2 separate regions of the Zea mays genome follow, and region 2 is linked to region 1. The links are chromatin contacts, called in public Hi-C maps. All regions are on one chromosome and are shown on one strand. The core of a region is the stretch at or near the end of the contact, and the rest is flanking DNA. Distances in the headings are between cores, read along the strand shown.

The links. Hi-C and Micro-C count contacts between places; a contact is called where the count stands out from the background.
Region 2: a contact with region 1 is called in a Hi-C map of leaf, with 8 times the contacts expected there. The contact joins the promoter of LOC103629799 here to the promoter of LOC100272577 in region 1. A contact is called at or near these places in 2 of 25 Hi-C or Micro-C datasets (bundle sheath and leaf).

What each region holds. Positions count from the first base shown.
Region 1 is chr6:113,374,680-113,381,146 of Zm-B73-REFERENCE-NAM-5.0, forward strand. It overlaps LOC100272577 (IAA23-auxin-responsive Aux/IAA family member), which reads right to left and starts at 3,763. Exons shown (of 4, transcript NM_001147042.1): 1 at 3,359-3,763; 2 at 2,949-3,242; 3 at 2,748-2,809; 4 at 2,088-2,633. The coding sequence starts at 3,573. The coding sequence ends at 2,608.
Region 2 is chr6:113,655,512-113,661,978 of Zm-B73-REFERENCE-NAM-5.0, forward strand. LOC103629799 (ABC transporter A family member 5) reads right to left here and starts at 3,612. Exons shown (of 18, transcript XM_008650909.3): 1 at 3,352-3,612; 2 at 2,175-2,562; 3 at 1,908-1,984; 4 at 1,672-1,816; 5 at 876-995; 6 at 654-781; 7 at 138-296; 8 at 1-23. The coding sequence starts at 3,462.

The sequences.
Region 1 (6,467 bases), core at 2,513-5,012:
AGAGGATAAAAGATATTTAGCTTCCCAATCTGTAGTAACCAAAATACGATCCAACTTTTCGAAAGTTGGGTGTGGAAGGTTATTGGCCCAAGTGAATTGTCTCCCTGTCATGTTAAGCTCCTTAAGGTTTAACCCGTCAACAACGGCATTGAACAAAAAATGCCATCTTCGTACTGTCCTAAACGGCCAATGATACTCACCAATAGCACTGTCGGTTCAAGTGACATCCTGACAAATGATATCCATGGATGACACTAAAGAGTGATGCTTTGATCCGGCATGTCGTGCCTCGCTGATAGACCACCCCTCACTATCGATTAACACTTGCTAGTATGAATTCTAGCAACGATGTGAGGTTTCAACCCAACAGCGATTACGGGTTCTGCTACATCACTGCCATGAAAATCATAAGATTTAACCATGGTGTTTGGATTCAATACCTCTAGTTTGATTTTATTTTTCCTTTTCGATGATACTTTTGGTAATGTCAAGACTTACTGAAACAACAAGATAGAGCAACTTGTCGGGCTTGTGGCTATGATGAAATAAAGAACCTGATCAGATGGCTGGATGTAGAGCATGGTGAGTCGATAAGAGAAGCTAGAGCGCCTTAGGAATCAAAAGTCATTTGATTACTTTTAGGGCCCGTTTGTTTCATTGGAATTGAATTCCATTTTAATAATTATAATTTAGATAAAACTAATTAAGTTTATATATTTATATATGTAATATATTTGTATATTATTCTAAATCATATGAGAGAGATAGTTATATACTATATTTATGTTATAGAGGCGCAAGTAGAAGAATGTGCTATAAGTTGTACATCAGAAAAATAGCATGTAAATCTATAGAATCAATTTCCATCTCTCACCCTATGAATTTGAGGTAGGCTTATATGATAACTTTGAAAACTGGTGGAATGTCATATTCTAAAAAAAATAGCTTATTTCATTAGTAAGATTCCAATTCCTCGAAATGATAGGAAACAAACGGGGCCTTATGGGTGTGGCCATATATTTGCGTAATAACTTACATAGACTCTTTGATTTAATCTAAGCTATTAGCTCATTGTAAATTCTGCACGGTGTAGATTATTTTCTTCATATACAACATGGCAATATCCATCAGTAAGTTTTTTTTTCAGATTAATATGGTAAAAAAAACTTTACCGAGTCTACGATTGTTTTATTTGTACGTGTGAGCAGTGTCGATTCTCGTGGAAAAAGACACGCCTTTTTTTGACCTTAAAAAAGACACGCCTATTGCATCCAGGGCATGCTTCTAGTGAAAGACATCGTTGCAGGAACAGCCGGTATACAGACGACGATATTTTGGTAGTGGACATTACCATCGGAACGAGACTGCGCTGGAGATCGGTCCTGCAGGAAACAGGCTAAAACGATGGATAAAAAATCGGAGCTGGGCAGCTGGCGGAGCTAAACAACTGGCTGAAATCGAAATGACTCTTGGAGGAAATCTGAACTGCATGTTCAGTTCAGAGAAAACATGTACTAGTATCTGAGCTTCGACTTAAGATAGCCTTTCTGACAACACAATTCTGAACATTTCAGGGAGTTTTAATTATTCATAGGCCCTGTCTGTATTAGCTAAGAAAAATCAGCTGAAAGTTAATGATCGAAATAGGGATCTCATCTAACTTTTGGGAGCTATAACTGTTAGCTGAATAGATCCAAAAGGACCCATAAGACAAAACATTGAAGACGATATATCTTAGGGCTAAATCGAGTGCAAGTTATGTGAACTGCAAGGCCAGTTCCCGGACGAGCAAGTGAACAGCAGATTTAGGCAGCTGGAGCTGGACCTTTCAACGTTCCAATTCGGCTTCAGTCTCCGCGCCACTTTCTTCAGTGGATCAACTGTCCGAACTGCCGCAATCCAAGCACACAATTTCCCAGTTCCCACTAGGCCACTACCATTCCCCCCCTAATTTTCCACAACAATCGCAATCCAAATTCTGTCGGAGCTCAGAATTTTCCAGACAATGGAAATAGACAGGAGGGCTCTTCGTTTCAGCTTAAATCCAGCTGTTCGGACTGCTATAATCTATAGAGACAAAACACTCTATAATCAATAGAAGTCGGTATAAATTAAAGCCAAACGACCAGACGATCAGGCTGCCGCCGAAACTACAAGAACAGAGACAGATCGTACTTGTATTCTTTGACCTTATACAATGGAAACAGCACACAGCATGTACCATGTTCGTGTATACATGGATCCCTCGAGAGTCGAGACAAGACGACCGAGGGCCGAAGACTGAAACGGAAACCAAAGCCAAGTATGAAAGAACACACGGAAACGGAGCTACTAGTGTGCTAGCGCCGCCTCCTCGCCGGCGTCGTCCAAAAACCAAACCGTCCGGCCGAGAGGGAGGGGCACTCGAAACTGAAAAAGTTTTCCATGGGGGCGTGTGTGGTGTGGCCTGTACAGAACACACAGCAACAGACTGAACCCTCACCCTACGTACGGTGTATGACGTGTGCATGGAGGACCTGAGCAGCCAAGCCTCTTCCAGCACACACTCTGTGAACTAATTCGGAGAGATAAGCCGCGTAGGGCATATGGCGTCCACACCAACAACAATCACTGCCGGGATGATGTCCTCGGAGCTGCATCAAGCAACGCAAAGAAGAAATGTTAGTACTTTACTTATACGACGATATCTTGTAGCGTCTTGTAGTAGTAGTAGCTAGGACATGCATGGATTTGGGGTCTTGTCTTACATAGGTTGACGGCCTCGGAGCTCTTCATGAGGCGGATCCTCTTGCACGAGTCCACGAACATCCTGCGTTCATGTGTGTGTGAGAGAGGGATCAGCACACTTGGCAGAGCAACAGGTATTCCACGGACCGATTTGGACTGGATGGGGAGCAGACTATAGCAGGAACAAGCTCGAGGTCAGGTAGGTGGGTACGGTGAATTACTTGAAGGGGACGTCTCCGACGAGCATCCAGTCGCCGTCCTTGTCCTCGTAGGTGGGCATGTACTCGGCGGCGGTGTCGATCCGCCCCGCCCCGTCGGCTCCGGCTCCGGCAACGAGGCAGGAGGCGAACATGCCGTGGAGCGCGCGGAGCAGGGCCGCGTACCCGTCGTGCGCCGCGAGGTCCACCTTCCGCAGGTACGGCGCGCCGTCCACGGCCACCTTCACGAGCCTGGCCTCGTCGCGCAGCGCGTTGCGCCGGTACGCGCGGACCGGCGGCCAGCCCACGGCCCGCGCCCTGCAGCACGTGACGTCGGTCAGCAAAAGCGGTCCGTGGGCGTCGTGTCGTGTGTCCAGTTGTCGTCCACACGCGGAGAGGAATAAAGAGAAGGGAAGGGAGAGGGAGAGGGAGACTTTGGGGATGGCGGCTTGTCGTGGTCGGCGTGGGCGCGCTTGCGATCGGCGGCGGGCTCGGCGGAGGAGCCCGGGAGCGCGAGGGTGAGCGCCGTGTCGTCGTAGTCGAGGCCGGACACGGCCGGGGAAGCCGCGGAGTTGGTCGAGCTCGCCGACATCACTGGATGCGCCTGTTCCGGGTTTCTTCTCTCTGAGTTTCTGAGGTCCTGCTGCATCGTTCGTTCGTCCGGCTCCGGCCGATAAGCTTTGCTTGGTCAGGCCGGCGGGCCGCGCAGCGCAGAGGACGAACGCGGCTGCTCCTGCTCCTGCTGCTCCGAGGGGAGGAGAGGGAACAGGGACCGGCCGGCCGGGCGGCGCGGGAGAAGGACGTTGCGCGGTCGCTGTCGGAGGCGAGTGCGTGCGTGCGGTGTACTGGAATGGAAGACGAGCTTGGCTGCTTGGGGTGGCCGCTTGCCTATAAAGATGCGCGCGCGGTCGTCGTCGTCGTCTGGTGTGGTGCCGCGTACGTGCGCGTGGGAGAAGTGCATTGGGCGGCAGCAGCACCTTGTGGGGTCGGGAATTTCACCGCTCTTCTGGTGGCCATTTGTTCAGAGCATCTATAGCAGAATATATATATTTTTTAACATACGTCAAGTCAAGAGATTATCTACTCAGTCAGGACAGTGCAACATCATTAGATATCTCTTGATATCTATCCAGAAATGAAGTGCAAAAATTAGAATAGTTCGTTTTGTGTTAACTAGTAGGAAAAGTTTGGTTCGATGAACTGCAAAGTGATTCCATAAAATGTCTGAAAATCGACGGACAAGACGATCCGGCCGACAGGTGGCGCGGCGGAGGCACGTGAGACCCACCCGTCAGGATCCGGGGCCGCAGGAGGCGTCGCAGTGGCAGTGGCAGTGGGCGAAGGCGAACCCGATGCAGCAGGGCAGGCAGTTGGCATGTCGGCGCGCTGTCCCCTGCTCGCCTTTCGACGACAGGCGAACCCGATGCGGCGTCCGCGCGCGTCTCGTCTCGGTGTCGGCCGCCGGGCGGTCGAGTGGGTGGGTGGGTGGGTGGGCGGGCGTTGGTGCGGCAGGACGCAGGAGGGGACGCACCCAGGAGCCGAGCCGACCAGTCAGCCCCCAGCCGACGGCGCGGCTTCGGTTCTGCTGCCTTGTGGCTGACTGTGTTGTGTGCGCGCGGTTTCCTCCGTTTGTGCTCGGCAGCATCCGCTTGCTGACTTCAATTTCATGCAATGCACACATGCAATAGAATACTACTAGTACCTACTAGTACTAGAGTACTACTACTACGCGCAAACACCAACAACCACCCCCCCCCCCCCCCCCCCCATATGCAATGCATGCATGTGTGAATGAGCCCTGCAGAGCCGCGGCACAAAGTCACGTCTGAAGAGAGAGATATCCGTGATGCTGCTGATTTTCCAGCTTTTGATTGACCAGCATTGGCAAACCTGGACACAAGGGGCCATTTCGGTAAAGGTACTGTTTAGCACCTTTTTGAGCTGCGGTCCGGACAGTCCGCGCCTGCGCAGAGCAGTTTAGGGTTCCGAGTTTTGTGCTAAATTTGTTGGCTAGATTTACGGAATTTGCTCGGAATCCAGTCGTGCAAAGGATTCAGCCCCCCTCCTCTATAAAAAGAGAGGTCTACGGTCGATTTGGAATCATCAATCGAATAAATACAACTTCTATTTCACATTTTATCCTAAGAGTAGTTCTAGTCTAGTTTAGGTTTAGCCTCTCGATCTCCAAATTCTTCGCCTCTCTTCGACTCTACGCCGATTAGAGGAGTCTAGGTCGGCCGGTCCGAACCTAGACAACCCCTAGGATCTCTCCTCCCCGACGGGGTCCCTCCTGGGAGCGAGATCCAGGCCGTCGCCGACGACTTCCGCCGCCCCTGCGCACGCGCGGACCGTCCAGTTGTCAGGCAGAGGACCCGAGTCCTGCGACAGGTCGCGGACCGTCTACGCCTGACCAGAAAGCACCACCGTCGGTTCTTTTTGAATATTTGGCGCTCCGAAAAAGCGTCAACAGTTACGTACGTAGTGGGAGCACTAGGTAGTGGCCGGGCACCAGGAAATGTTCCGTCCCCCCACGATACGAACGAATCGCGCGGAACCATAAGAAAAGTGAATGGGGGCGGATCACGCACGATTTGACCGGAACTTAAACTAGGCGAAAGCGCAGGGGTTTTGGCCGAAAGCGTAGCGAATGGAGGCCATTACGGAATAGATTAAGCGGATGTACTTTGTGGATATGCACGCATCTCGGCCGGGTGAAATTCGGGAGGACGTTGACGGTGGCGGCCAGCAGCTTTTTTTTTCCCTCCGTGTGGACAAGCCTTGTCTTGGCAAAGCTTTTTTTTTATCAAAGAGGAAATAAATGAGAGTTACAAGACGTCGTTACGAGAATGCGCGCGCTCTCGTGACAGCGCGCGGCTACGTACCAGGGTGCTCCCGTAATAAAGCAGGTCGCAAGCCACAAGGTAGCTAGCTAGATTTACAAGCGGCCTAGAGCAAATTAAAAGCAGCAAACAGCTAGCAGAAAAGAAAAAAAAAGCAGTGAAGGAAAGTAAGTAATACCCACGCAATATAATAATAACCCCAAAACCATAAATAAGCCTGGCCTTGCAAAACGAACAATGTATGCACCACCCTAGTTTTTTTAATATTAAAACTTCATACCATTTTATGCGTGTTTTTGATTCCGTTCATGGAAAAACGACATTAATTTAGGGCGTGTTTAGCATAACTCTAGAGCAAAACTTTAAGAAGGAGCTGACTAGAGTTTGTCAAACAACCTGACTCCAGAGGTATAAACCACATGGACTCTTCAGAGCCACGGTACAAAATTTTTAGAGTACCTCTTTTGCTGTTCAATAAACTCTAAAAACACAACTACAACATAGAGCAAAGCTGTTTCAATCAGAGTTTTGGAGTATAGAGCTGCTCTAAAATGGAGTACGGCCATTGCCAAACACGCCCTTATTCTCTGTGAGCCCATTGAGTCTCGATCGGTTGAATGATACCGGTTGAAAACTCGGTACTGCATGCACCTGGTTCACGGCCGGTACTAATAATACTTCTTCCCGGTCTGTAGACTGAGTA
Region 2 (6,467 bases), core at 2,362-4,861, 280 kb after region 1:
GTCAGCATAACCTGAATTTTTTTCTGTTAATGTAATCATGAATGGAGTTTAAAAAAACTGTAATGCATTACACATTGATATTCTGTGTATTTAATATATTACTCGCAAAAAGAAAATCAACTCCAATAACGTCATACCGGAAAAAGCAAGACAACCACCCATTCGAAAAACAGTGGACCAGCCACAGCAGAAAAATCAAATGTCAGACGGGTGGCTTGCTTAGGCATTTCTTTTGTGAAGTCGAGCAACATTTTTACACCCGAACCTTGTATTAGTTGGAGATAGGCGTTTGATACCTGTTCAGATGTCAAGATCATGTGTTATTTGAGAGTTCTTTGATTGCATTGAAAAATGAGCAAGTAAGAGTAAAATGTAACTTTAAGAGAAAAGGTGAAATCATTTTAGCGACAATGAGATTAGTTCCATAATTAAATATGTTAAATAAAGTTATAACTGAAACAAACACAAAAGCAAATGACCCTACTAATGTGTTAACAAATATTAAAACTATAAATGCTGTTCATGCTCATCAATTCATCCTTATTTGAAAAGGTTAGAATTTTACAACAGAAAATCAACCTTTTCAGTGGGTTAATAGGAAAACAAATATGAGAAAATTTCAGTTTTATATCAGCAAAGAAAATGACACGCACCGCATTCAATGAGTGTGGAATGCGCAGAAGTGCAAATGGCATTGGAATGAAAGAGGCATTCTCATACGTTGAGTTATACAAAGTAAGGACATTAAAATGATTCTCGTTTGAGTCTTGAAAATCATAGCCTGCAGTAACAGAGTGGTTAGAGCTACTCATGTTTTTAATGCCAAATATCATAAAACAATTGTACTATCAGTACAGCAAGTGGAGGTGACATACCCATCGCAATTTCATTTATCCCTTTAGCAGTTTTCCCTTTTCGGTAGCCCCGAAATGTTTCCTCATTAATTGTTATTGAACTGTTCCGCCACAAGGGTAAACCTTGAACACATTTTATCTCTGCTAAAAATAATTTGTTCAAGTATGAAATGCTTTTTCAACAATATCCCCCAACACGATAAGAAGCATGTCAGTGTGACAATAAGAGGATGAAAAACACTCTGGAATGCAGAAAAAAAATGATAATTATGAGAAGACCATACTGGAAATTGCAGCGTCCAGGACTCAGGATAAGGAATTTTCTTCTCAAACTATGCAGGAGAACTATGTAAGAGAAACAGTAGAATGAACCGTGTATGGGAAAAAACGGACTCGAGGAAGAAAACTCAAACACGCACCCAAAAACAGATTATAAGCTCGCCACAACTAGATAAGAGGCATGACCAAAAAAAAAAACTGACCACGCTGGTGTCTAAACCCCTGGGGGTCAGCGACCTAGCTACAAGATCAATGAGTTTTGAAGTGCCCGCCATGCACCAAATGCTGCATTCACCCCCAAGAGTGCTGATGCTTCTAGATTTCTCATGAAACTAGGATAATGAGGGAATTCAGCCCCTTCAACTCCTTTGGCACTCTTAAGTAATATTTAATTTTTTTTTCCTTGTAGAAAGTAAGATCATTCGTCACACTCGATTAGTAAGGCCCATGGCAAGGAGGTTGGGCCACTTATCTTTTGGGGGGGCCACTATTCTACTAGATGAGTAGATGACAAGGAGTCAAGGAAAGAATACAATACCTTTCTGGGCATTAACAGAACCGACGGTAATTGGGATTGTAACTGAATCACCGGACTTGCACTGTGGTTGAAGAACATATATGGGTCGAGCCGAGATAAAAGCAGGTTCAACGAATCCCGTAGAAGATCCTGGAACATCTGTACCCTGGATTTATATGTTAGAAATTATATTATTTTTTTACATTCATTCTTGGCAAAGTGTTGATAGAAGTACTAGCACAGAGATTTCAACTTACAAGCAAAAGACTTGATATGCTCGTGTAATCAGAAAGATTTAAGAGTGGTGAGCTTGTGAGCAGGTTCTGCATGATACCTGTCAAACAAAGGGGCAAAGTTGAGCAGTTGACTGTTTGAGGAACATGGTTAATAACTAAGAGACAACACTTGCGTCATTGTTACTTGAAGCAAAACATAGATCTTTTTTTAAAAAAAGAATGCATTTCTTACTTATGGACCCAACATTAACCATATCTGGGCAATAAGAGATGGCACGAATTGCTTACTATTAGATAGAGTTGTATTTGCTCCAGCAAAGGGTATACTGGCAGGGCAAGATTGTGTCTTTCTGCATGATGCGTCAGGGAAGCCTGTAAACAAGCCTGAGGAGTCCTGCACGGCGCGATACTCCGGGAGGGGTACTTGCACGAGGGCAGGCCATTTCGGAGGATTTGGAATGGGGCAACTAGGCGCCTGATCCAGCGTGGAGTACTGGATTCCACACACGTTCTGGCAGGGGGCTGTGCTGCCGTTGGCATCGTCGATGCACTTGCAACCACACCTGAACTTTGGCTTGTCTAGGAAGCTGTTGATGACCCTTTGAAGGACGCTGATTATGAGGCAGAGGTATATGGGAACTATGATTAGCCGAATGGTTCCCTTCCTGTTACGTTTCTGCAACGACAAGAAATGGAGGGGGAGCAGCAGCCTGTTAGTTTGACCCATGCATGCAACCAGGATGTAATTGAAGAACAAGTGCCGTGGCACTTTGCCATTAATAACCTGGAAGGATCGCTTGGCGGCGTACGTGTTTTAGGCTTACAAGATGAAAAGCGAAAGAAAAAAAAAACATCAGTACAGTAGAAACTCCAGCGCAGGCCAGGCGGCATCACTGCGTCTTTTGATGTTCAGAAACAAAGTTTCGTACCTTGTGGACAGCGATCTCAATCAATTCTTTTCATTTTGACTTGCAACTAAGTCCCCATCAGTATTGGGACACGTTTGGTTAGGCAGGAATTAGATCAGAGCCCTCTGGATTGACAGGGGAATCGGCTGGTTTTTTTCATTCTCCACAGATATGTTTCGGCCTCATCCCCGTCCTCCCGATTGCCAAAAGGACAATTGGAACAGTTGAAACTATGGGCATACTTACTCCAGTGTCAAAATCGTGGAATAACTATGTCTATGTGGCCCTTCATTCAAATAGGATGGGAATGTAATTCTGAAAAGGGAACAAATAGAATAGCAGGTGGTCACTTCAACCCATGACTTCCTGCAGCACACGACCAAAAGAACATCCTGTGATGACTGTGATCCATAGAAGTCTCTTCGTCAACAGACAAGACAAGAAAGATCGAAACCGCATGCCCATTTGGCAGGTAAAAGTCTTAAATCGAAAGCACCAGAGAAGGAAAAAAAAGGGAGTGAGGGACATGTATAGCCCAGAGCGATTGGGGAGCAGACCTGGAAGATGAGGTTTTTGCGCAGGAGGGCATTGGTCTGCGACGCGAAGCTCGGCGGCCTTGGCGCCCGCGCCGCAGCAGAGGCCGGCTCCATGCCTTGTCGCCCCGGCATTTCTTGGTCCGTCGCTGTTGTTTCCTTTCTCTGTTCTCTCTGCGTGGACCTTTTTTTTTCTCCCTAGAGGCCTCTCTCTCTCTCCGTGGACTTACAACTAATGTAGAGGTCGATGGAGAAGGAAGAGAAGCAGAGCACTGCTATTAGCCGTTAAGATCAGCAGAAGAGGGGCATTTTATAGAGGCGAATGGGCGAGAGATGCTGCTTCCCGACAGGCCGAGGAAAATTTATGTAATTATCGGGTCAACTCTGCTGCTCCTCGCCGACTCCAGCAGTTCACTAAAATTGAGTTTACTAAAAGTTTACTCATAAATATTGTTTTGCACAGTTCTACACTATATACTGCACTGTACATTGTGTGAAATTTAAATACAAGTACAGATATAGATAACCTGTTTTTATCTGAACGAGCTTAGTCGGTGAAAACAAATTTGCCAACTTACGAAATCGTGTCAAACGCGCACAAAAAGTTGCCGCATTTGAAACAGGTCTTGACGCTGCAGGTTTTTGTTTAATTGTTACTATCTCTCGCCTCAACCAATCCTCACGGCGCGTCATAGCAGACTGTTTTTAACGCGCTCACCGTAATAAAACGTCGTCACACGCAAACACACAGAAGATAACAAAAACAACATGCCTTGGCATGCGGAAATTCCACTGTATATCATCGTTTGCTTGTGATCAGGTCAAGTTCATCGCAAATTCGCAACTATGGACTAAAAAATAACACTGTAGCTGTCATGTACTTGCAAGCTTTACTTTCAAGTTTCAACGCGACGCACGTATGCCATCCACCGTCTGACGATTTTGTGGCGAGTCTTGGTTCGTCCGATTCCGAGACCGCTCTTATCCAGAAATTTCCAGTTACGTCACTGTACGCGGTTCGCTGAATTTCGGAGATGATTTCGCACAGTTTATTTTTTTTCCCTCCCCCGTAGCCGGTCACGTGGGCTCAGGGAATAATACTGTAGTAGTATAGTTCATCATCGTTAATGATCAGTCAAAGTTTGTGATACGTGTCGAGATTGTCTTCGGGGCGAAGCGACGGGAACGAGTGTCCACGTATATCCACGTGGGATAGGTTTGCATTTTGAGTTTTGAAGCCCCTGCATTTATACTAGTGTATAACGCGCGCCTGCGCGCGTTGTTTACACCGTTGCGACTTCTTTTTCCAATCGGTCCTTCATGTTACGTTTAGAAGTCCAATGAATGGTCTTATTCGGAGAACACTCACCAAGATAACTTACATTTATGGCTGTCGAAGAAGCATCGCGTGCTTAAAGCAGAAAATCAATATGGTAGAACAGGCATGACATACGGTACAATCTTTCTAGACTAAAAGATGATCAATGACACATATTTGGATTTTTTATCATTATACATTTTTTCCTGAACATGTGTGAGAAATCTACATAGAAGCAGAGCCAAAATGTTCATGTAATAGTTTTAATAAAATACAAACTATACTTTAAGCCATCTAGTACCAACTTGTTTGTGGATAGAAGAACTGCTTACAGATCTCAAACCAAGGCGATGGCATCATCAATAAACAATATTGTATATGATACTATAGTTGTGACCCGCTCTAGGACCTCTGCTATATTGACAAAGCGATCATACCTGCGAAGGACCTCTGCTGTATTGACAAAGCGATCATACCTGCGAAAGACATCATTGGAAAAATCACCACCCATATTGTCGTCCAAGGAATAAAAGGTCGCCAATCACAACATATATTTAAAGCCTAGAGAAAAAGAAGAAGGGTAATCCGAGAAGTCTTGTATGAACTAAACTAAAGAACAAAAAAGAAGATATAAATAACATTTAGAAAAATAAATAGTGAAAATTTGGGAGAAGGTGGTAGTTGAGTGCAGCGCCGAGCCGCAGACTGCGGGCAAGGTGGATGGCAGTTGATACTGGAGTTCACAGGCAGAGAGCTGCTACTTTTGCTTATTTTTTTAACATTTTAACTTGATCCATTGGGCAAACCAAGCGAGTACTACAGAGTAAGAGACGGAAGGGAGACGATAGCCAAGACATTCACCTTATTTTTGGGGCTTCATCGCATCTGAATATATGTTTTTACTATTGTTTATTCAATGAATATTGGGTTTAATTATCAGACATTATTAATTTTAGAGAAGTAACTACAATGTTCTGTTTATACTGAAGACAACAAAAGCAGTTGAGCACAGTTGATTTCGTTTTCTGTTTTTCTAACCGATGAAGAGGAGGCTCGATCTCTTTACCTTTATCATTGGGAGTTTCCTACAATTGTTAAACAGCAATGAGTGAGCTGCATATATATGTATTAAAGAGGTTATTGAAATGAAATGTCAATATGTTTTTAAAACTGTCATGTTACCAGTAGGATACTGTCCAGCTCCTTATTTCCTTAAAAATGCTATAAAAAATCTGATACTTTGGTTATAGGTCTGCACCATGCAGGATGATGGCTTGAAATGCACTGATGTCCCATAGATCTTTTTAAAGTGTTTGCTTGTCATTTGCAGCCCCTATTGAAGTGCACTCTGGAATTGGCTTTTGCCATGGATCCATATCGTATCTAAGGAAAAGGACTGCATGTCAGAGCAAATAATACAGATATAAATGGAATTTGAAAAGGGAAAAATGAAATGGGAAACCTGCTACTACTATAGTAACCAACAGATCAAGATCCCCAATCCAAAGGAGAATAAAGTCATTTCTTACTGAATTGATCACGAACCTAAGCTTTTCATAAGCCTAGAATGGTTGAATTAATGCAGCCAGTAGAAATTCCCAAGCCTTTAGCACGGCAAGTAACTTGAGATCCAACCTTTCGAAGTCCAAGAATAGCCAAAGTTTTTCCCCCAAGAGATTCTCCAACATGCTTGTCGCGCTGCCATTTATTTGTGCAATATTCAATGCAGCAAGTAAGCTTTCACAGAGCAGCGTTGAACTATTGATGGATTAAGTTTTCACAATTTTGGTCCACGGAACTATTGATGGATTAAGTTTTCACA